3 separate regions of the Rattus norvegicus genome follow, and all the other regions are linked to region 1. The links are chromatin contacts, called in public Hi-C maps. All regions are on one chromosome and are shown on one strand. The core of a region is the stretch at or near the end of the contact, and the rest is flanking DNA. Distances in the headings are between cores, read along the strand shown.

What was found. A called contact is a pair of places that touch in the nucleus more often than the background predicts.
Region 2: a contact with region 1 is called in a Hi-C map of liver, with 5 times the contacts expected there. The contact joins two enhancer-like sites. A contact is called at or near these places in 2 of 12 Hi-C or Micro-C datasets (kidney and liver).
Region 3: a contact with region 1 is called in a Hi-C map of liver, with 7 times the contacts expected there. The contact joins two enhancer-like sites. A contact is called at or near these places in 4 of 12 Hi-C or Micro-C datasets (hepatocytes, kidney and liver) and 1 of 1 datasets of contacts at active chromatin or transcription factors (oligodendrocytes).

What each region holds. Positions count from the first base shown.
Region 1 is chr2:106,074,657-106,077,356 of GRCr8, forward strand. It overlaps LOC120100783 (a long non-coding RNA gene), which reads right to left. Exons shown (of 3, transcript XR_010064199.1): 3 at 1-2,700. Among named protein-coding and RNA genes, the nearest start is that of Tbl1xr1, 650 kb to the right of the region's middle. Within about 2 kb of position 1,310, at least 3 of the 93 cell types and tissues checked have an H3K27ac peak or open chromatin away from gene starts, as enhancers often do. A contact at or near this core is called in hepatocytes and liver, where this site is marked.
Region 2 is chr2:106,426,105-106,428,804 of GRCr8, forward strand. No RefSeq gene overlaps it. Among named protein-coding and RNA genes, the nearest start is that of Tbl1xr1, 300 kb to the right of the region's middle. Within about 2 kb of position 1,302, at least 4 of the 93 cell types and tissues checked have an H3K27ac peak or open chromatin away from gene starts, as enhancers often do. A contact at or near this core is called in liver, where this site is marked.
Region 3 is chr2:106,586,209-106,588,908 of GRCr8, forward strand. No RefSeq gene overlaps it. Among named protein-coding and RNA genes, the nearest start is that of Tbl1xr1, 140 kb to the right of the region's middle. Within about 2 kb of position 1,378, at least 89 of the 93 cell types and tissues checked have an H3K27ac peak or open chromatin away from gene starts, as enhancers often do. A contact at or near this core is called in hepatocytes and liver, where this site is marked.

The DNA.
Region 1 (2,700 bases), core at 60-2,559:
TCCTAAAAGTCATTGATCATGGACTATTCCATATGTTTCCTTTCACAAACCTGGGATTTTACCTGTTTGTGTTCAATCCCAAGTCAACTATCGGCAAGAGGTACTAAGACGTTAGCAACGCCAGAGTAGGTCCGAATTTTGTGGGCCTGAGGCTGATTTTTGTTGTTGTTCTCTTTGGGCAGTCTTTAAAATAAAGAGTTCAACTAATAAATGAGTTGTACTTGACTAGGTTTGGGATCACCTAGGAGACACACTTCTGGGAATGTCTGTGAGGGAGTTTTGAAAAAAGTTTGAACTAAGGAAGAAGTACACACCTTTGGGTAGCACCATCCTTTAGGCTGGGATCCCTCTACATTTAAAACAAAAAGGAAGAAAAAGGTCACTTGAAATCCAGCATTCAACATTCTCCCAACTTTCTACCTGGAGATGTAGTGGGGCCAGCCTACCACCTATGATCTTGTCATATACCATTGGATTATACCCTTAAGCCATATTGCAAAAGAGATCCTTATTTGTTAATTTGTTTCTTGTTCTATATTTGGTTAAAACAAGGAAGAAGGTAATTAAATACAAGATGTGAAAGTAAATATTTACATATAGGAAAATTACAATGAATTATCTACTTCTCAGAAATAAATTATCTATAAATATCAGAAAACATACAAGAATGTTTTATTTGCCAACCTCAGGATCTTGCACAATTTCGTCTACATTTATCTAGCTGTTTTTAGTTTACTTCTTTATTTATTCAGTTTCTTTTTCAATTCTGCATATTTCTAGCCTATTACAGACTTCATGATTGAAAGTATTTTGGTAGGATTTATTTTGTCACTATTGGAAACCACTAAACCAGTTTCTTTCCTATACAGGTTAAAAGAATTCAGAACCTTTCAAGTTAACTAATCTTAGATCATGTTTGTACTGGCACAACCCATTGACTAGCTAGTCACTGATTGACTTCCCACGGAGGTACCTTGATAGGTTTATGTTCTTATCTATGGAGAGAATTTGCAAGCTGACTACACAGACTGACTCAAAGCAGATTAGCTACTTATAGTTTTGCATTTCTCTTGATCGAAGAATTTTCCCCATACTGAACCCTGATTGTATTTCAAACATTTTCTATTTTAATATCCAGAATATTTCAAATGCTGGGTATGTTAATTATCAAACTTGACAAAAATCTATTATTACCTAATATGGAAGTCTCATGCCTGTGAAGTTTATCTTGACCCATCTTCATTATGCCATTCCCTGGGGTCATTCTGGGCTGTCAAAAGAGGTGTCAGCAGCAACATGTATTGATTCTTCTCAGACTCTGGGTTTCAAAACACCAATGGACATTTGATGTCGTTGCTGGATAAGTTGGCCAGTGGGTAGTGAGAGTAACTCAGCTATTCGTTAACCAGATGCAAATAATATTTTCTTAAATCTCTAACTCTAGGCTGGAGTTTGAAAGCCAAGCAAGAATTTGACTTTCTACACAGGTGAGCCTGAGTAAGAAAAACTGTTTTTGCCTGCCAATCAAATACCATATACACAGAAGTTTTAAATTTGGTGTAAATATATGAAGGCTTTACAGAGTATGCCCTAGGGCCTCAGAATGGTCTAAATGCATCAGGGAGTCAGGAACAAGAGTGAAGCCTGCTGCTCTGTGATAAATCTGCCTCCCAGTCCTTATGTGAGAGTAATAACCATTCAAGAAAATTGTTCAACCTGGTGTGTACCCTCCACTTCCATTTGAGTTTTTTCTTTTCCTTTCCTCAGAGTTACCCTATGCTTTTAATTTTCTCTGGGGCATTTACTATGTTTTGACTTGTATATTTGTAGTAGTAATTAACATTTTTTACATAATGACTTTAACCAATGGCTTCACATGTGAGGTAAGTACTCTGCCATTGAGTCCTATCTCAACCATCTTTTTTTTTTTAAAGATTTATTTATTTATTATATATAAGTACACTGTAGCTGTCTTCAGACACACCAGAAGAGGGCATTGGAACTCTTTACAGATGGTTGTGAGCCACCATGTGGTTGCTGGGAATTGAACTCATAACCTCTGGAAGAGCAGTCGGGTGCTCTTAACCGCTGAGCCATCTCTCCAGCCCCCTCAACCATCTTTTAAACTTTTGTTTTGAGGTAGAGTCTCACTAGATTGACTAGACTCTATCTACATGTGTGCTGCACAGCCCAGGCTGGCCTTCAGCATTAGTCATTCTGCCTCAGCCTTGTGAGTAGATGGCGTTATGACCCCAGCTGAGAAGCCCCACCATTGAAGCATACACACCCACTGCCAAGCATTTCCATCACCTCAGTTAATTCTCACAACCGTCACATTAGTTGTGCCTACTAAGTCAGTTTGTTTGTTTGTTTGTTTGTTTATGGTTTAAATGGAAAACCAGGGTCTCAGGAAAACAAATAAAATTTTTCTCAAGGTCAAATAACTATCAAAGCCACAATTTAGATGTAGCTGTTTCACTAAAATTACCAATAGTTAATAATAGTAACTAACTAACAACTATAGTCACCTGGCCATTTGCTCTGCATAGCTTAGAGTTCACCCTGTTACTATATTTCCTTGCAAGAAGGAGGGGGACTACAGTATGTAAGATGCTCACTACCACTCTGAAACCTCTTTGCTCACAGAGGAACCAACATGATACATAGACATTTCATTCCAGAACCACCCATGTATGTATG
Region 2 (2,700 bases), core at 52-2,551, 350 kb after region 1:
AAACAGTCCAATGACTGGGCCACAACCTAAAACTATGTTGCTAACACACTCTCCTCTAATATTCCTGAGTTAATACTTACTAAATCTATAGTTTATCTTTGCTGCACTTGACCCTCCTGTGCAGCCCTCCTGAAGCTGCTTTTGCACGTACATGTTGGCCATCTAACCCTCCTACACCGTTCCTGAGTAGTCTGTCTCCTATGCCCTCATCATGGCAAAATCTCCTCTTCTACCTTCCCTAGTCCCGTCCTGTCTCTCTGCCCAGCCATTGGCCTCTGGTAACTTTATTGACCAGTCAAAAACCAACTAGAAACCGGCTTTCCTTAGTCCTACATGCAGGACACTACAAACTGGTTTTTGAGTAACATAATTAGCACAAGAATGTAAGCAGCTACGATTTCAACCTGGACACTTGAGTTATTCTAAATGGTCATGCTGCCACACCTGACCCTAGCAGGCCCTTGCTAAGCATGGGCAAGATCATGGCTACAGTGCCTAAGCACATGCTCAACTATTACCAGAGGGCAAATGAGCTTCTCTAGAATGCTTATGACATTTCCATAAAGTTAATGACTAGGGTCTGTAAACAAAGTGATCAGTCTGGGCCAACAAGACAGCTCAGCATGTAAAGGTGCTTGTCTCTAAGCCTTATGGCTGAGTTCAATCCCTGAAACTCACATAGTGAAGAAGAGAACTGACTCTGGTTAAGTGTCCTCTGACCTTCATACTCACACCCATGCCACATGCAGAATAACTTAATTAACATGTTTTAAAAAAAATCTTGCTTAAAAAGTAACCAGCTTTCAACATTGTAATAAGCTCAGAGTACATATTTGCTGAAATTTGATTTCCTCATTTTATGTAAACATTCTCAGCTCTTGGGACCATTTAAGCTTTTCCTCTAAACTTTAAAAACAACCTACTTCCAACCATTGTCATGCATTACCATTAATTCGGTGTGCTGAAAAAGAGCTGGTTTAGGGACCTTGGCTCCGGATAACAGTGTTTTCAGAGCCCTTTGAAACAGAAGGGAACCAAGAGTGACATCACCATGCTAGTGAGTCTATACTCTCCTGCATCGCACAGAGGAGCAGACATTGAGGTGCATAGCACATTAAAAGTGAAATGCATGATGAGATTGGAAGTCCCAGCACTGCACCATTCGTGGACACCAGCAGCATTCACCAGCAGCTGCTTTATGCCTTTTGATCACAGAAAAATACATGAGGACTGGCTTTGCTTTATCTGTTAGAAGCCATCTGGTAAAAGGAGAGCTTGCTAATAATTAACTAGAAACTGCTCTGAAGAAGATTTTAACACTCCCAAAACGACTGATCAAAGTTCAGATAGGAAAGTGCTTGCCTGGGAACTATAAGGACTCAAGTTTGATCCCTCAGAACTCACCTAAAATCAGCTAGGTGTGGTATTGAGGTAAAGTATTGAGTTCTCTCTCTCTCTCTCTCTCTCTTTCTCTCTCTCTTTCTCTCTCTCTCTCTCTCTCTCTCTTTCTCTCTCTCTCTCTCTCTCTCTCTCTGTGTGTGTGTGTGTGTGTGTGTGTGTGTGTGTGTGTGTGTGTGTGCGCACGCGCCCGCGAGTGTGTGTGTGCTGAGGCACTGGAATCCTTGACATGACCATGTCAAGTCAACAATGTACTCTCACTCAAGACTTTCTCCCTAGAAAGATCAATCTGGGAAGGGGGGATGTGGGTGAATATAATCAAAGTATGTCCAGTACATCTATGGAATTGTAAAAACATAATAACATTTTAAGATTGCAATAAGTCATACAAGATTAGGATTTATTTCATTTACCTTTACTTCTCCTTTTCTTTGCACAATCTGTTTGGATGATCAGGCATTGACAGAATCCTAACAACTCAACTTACAAGCTGGTGTGTGGAAAGTCAGTAAAAAAATGAGTGTTTTCTGTGCCCCTGAATACAGAATACACAGTTGCCTGTTTGGAAAATGCATATTGAGACCCTGAAGACACCCTGAAATAGTTCATGAAACACTGAGGCCATTTATATTGTATGTCTTCTTGTTCCTTCCCAGCCTTTGGCTTCCAGAATGTTAAAAACATGTAATTATCTTTGAGTTTGCAAATCTCTGCCTTCAGACAAGCCCTTCAGTTTGAACTTGCAAATTTCTCAAAATAAAACTTCCTGCTGATGAAAATAAATGCCTTGTATGCAATTATTGTCAGAAACAATTAACTCCATAACTCAATCAAATTGTGATTTTATTACTGATCAACAAACATACACCAGAATATATTTTCAGGTTACTGTGGCCTACATAATAAGTGGCTAAAAACTCCTTCAAAAAATACATCCTCCAGCCCACTACCAGATCACTGAGATTGGATGCCAGTACAAACAATGGTTGAACCTTTTAAAAAACACATCCTATGAGCTAAGCTTTCTGAACAATGAAGCTCCCTGTAGTAGTGTCCATCTTCTTACATAGATGCTGGGAGTCAGACTTCTGGTCCTCATCCTCACACTTAAGCACTGAGCCATCTCTCCTGTTTGTGCAATTGGTTCTTATCTCTTCACCTACTCTTAATCTCAGGTAAAAACTTAATTTGACTCTTATTTTTAAATATTTATATATATATGTATGTATGCATATATGTATGCATGTATGAATGCATGTATGTACTGTGTATGTGTATACAAGAGTGTGTGTAAGAGTCAGA
Region 3 (2,700 bases), core at 128-2,627, 510 kb after region 1:
GCTGGCTAGAGGTTTCAACCAGGCTCCAAAGTGAGGGTTCATTTTCTTCCCCACCCCGTAACTTCCATTTTTCTGCATGTCTCACCATTTCAGACACTTCTCAGGCAATCAGGGGGCCATCTTGGAAGTTTTTGCCCCGACTCCCAGCTGTGTGCTCACCAGCTGTGGCTGAATTCAAGAAATGACAGCTTCAGACTGTTCTCCTTCATAGCATTTAGAGGGAAGTTGCCCTAACCTTCTGAATGACGGGCTGCTGGGAGAGAAAACCTTACTAGTTGAGAGGCTGTCTGCTCTGTTTCCTCCAGGGGAGCACTTAAGGACTTTAGATCAGGCAGCTCCCTGCCGGGAGCAGGAGGGGTAAGATGAGGCCAAGGAGGGCCAGCCCTTCCTTCCCCTTGTCATTCTCCAAATTAGGGCTGGCTGCCATTTTTTTTCTCCCCAATTAAAAGTACCGAAGAGAATTTAAAGGAGACCTGTCCTGTGTCTGTAAATAAATAGCCTGTTTGGCCAAACAGAAAAGGCACCATGTTGCGTGAGTTATTGGATGTATTGTCTTTAATATGTGAATGTGTTCTCAAGAACAAAGTGGCAGCAATCTATACATTTAATTAGTATCAAAGCAACTTCAATGTACCGTTCACAGCAAGGGGGAGAGAAGTAAACTGCTTAAATGCATAGACTTAAAAAAAAAAAATCCTCGTTCTAGGCAAAGGAACCACCGGAACAGTAAGATAAAGAGATCTTAATTAACACCAAATCCATCTACTTCCCCTGCTCCAGAACCGAAACAGAATGCTAAGGCAATTTGCTTGGAGAGCAGTTTTGCACCATAAATCTGGGCCGTGTTTTTCTGTGCGTTTGCCCTGCAGTAAGCTTAAAGAGAAACTCAGGCACCAAAACCTTCAGTTCAGCCTTGGAGGCAAAGCAAAGCGCTAATCAGCCGCAATGGTGATTACATAACACCCCACCCCCACCGCCACCCCCACCCCAAGCCTCAAGAGGCAGGGTTTGGCTTCTGGTTAGAGCAAATGCCTTTCTTTTTTGCCTCTGTGAGAGTCATTGAAAATGCTCTTTAAGGACCAAAAGTCAGGGCATGTGTGTTTTCAGAAGAAATGGAGGTCACTTGAGGGTGACTTCTGAGTACACCCCCAAGCCAAAATGAATCTGTATCGATATCTAAAGTGCATCTGCTTTTAGAGCAGAAGCCACCATCTGTTCCTAATTGGTGCCCTGGAGGTACTCCCGGTGGAAAAAAGAGCCGGGCCAGAGCAGCCGCGCCTCCCCGGGGCTGCAGACTCCGCTCTGGGCCTTGCTGGTGCAATCGAGTGCTCCTCTCTTAGATAATGCCAGGTATTCTGGAAAGTAGCCGTGTAATAATACACAAACCCCTGATGATGTCAGCGTGTTATTGACTTTCCAAGTCTGAATGACTGAGCAGAGGAGCGGGGGGTGGGGCGCCATCCATCCGGCGGCGCAGAGACCAGCCGAGCGAAAATGGGCTCACAGTCCGGCGGGGGAGGGGAACTGCGGCGGCTGCCTGGCCAGGCTGGATGGATCTCAGCCGCAGCAGGATCGCCTCCACCAAGTCAAGAGGGGGCCTTGGGCTAGGGAGAAGGGGTTTTCAATGTTATGTTTAGCCAAAAATTCATCTGGCTGATAGAACTGGTCCCACCACCTACCTCCAAGCCCATACCACGCGGCAGAGGAGGTTACAAGGCTAGCAGCAGTCACCAAGGGAAGTAGAGATTGCAAAGGCCTTGCCCCATCCCAACATTTCGACATACACACAAGATACAGTCTTCAAGGTCTGGAAAGCTCCGGGTCCCTTTTCCTGCTGGAGTCCCCGATCCAAGGAGCCTCTAGGAACCTGCACCTCAGCTCTGGTGACATTTTGTAAGCCATGGTGTCCGTGTTTCCTTACAGGTGCACGTGTTTCGTTACAGGTGCACAGTGTAGGCTCCTCTTCCCACCTTGCAAACTGGACCATTGGGTACTCAACCATCTTCAGTGCTAGGTTAACAGAATTTGCATTAAAAGATCCAGAACCACCCCCCCTCCCCCTGTTTGTGCTACCAACTCGGGTGGGGCCAGTGCCACCAAGCTGGTGTCTCCTGGAGCCCTGGCTTTTTTTTTCCCCCCCCCCCTTGCACATCCAGCATACCCAGCTTGGATAGTGACACCAGAGGAGGAGAAGGCCACAGACTGTTTTCCCTGTCGCAGGCCTGTGCAAATGCCACCAAGAAGCCAAGTCTTATTTAGCTCAGGAAGGAAGGGGAGGGCTGGGCCTGTGCAGAGATGAAAGCGAACTAGTGCTTTGGAGATGCAGGACTATTCAAGGCTTCTGAGCTTGGGCTGAGGGCTCAACCTGTTTGTGGACACATCATCGAAGTGGGGAGAGCCATTGTCTTCTGGGCAACTAGGGAGTTATACATCTAGACTTTGCACCTCTCTGTCTCCTTTTTTTCAAATGGGCAACTCTTTCTGGAAACACTGCACTCAGGTCAAAGCCCCTCTTCCTGTTTCAGAAAACAGCCTACAGACTCTTGGTTTCCTAAATTCCACCCTAACCAGCAGCCTCCAGTCCCAGTTGAAGCTGCAGCCCCTTCTAAAGCTCCCACATCCACGAGGTTCCTGAAAGAACCACTTAGTCCAAGAAGGTGGAGACCACACTGGGCCCAGTTCACACTACTCTCCTACCTT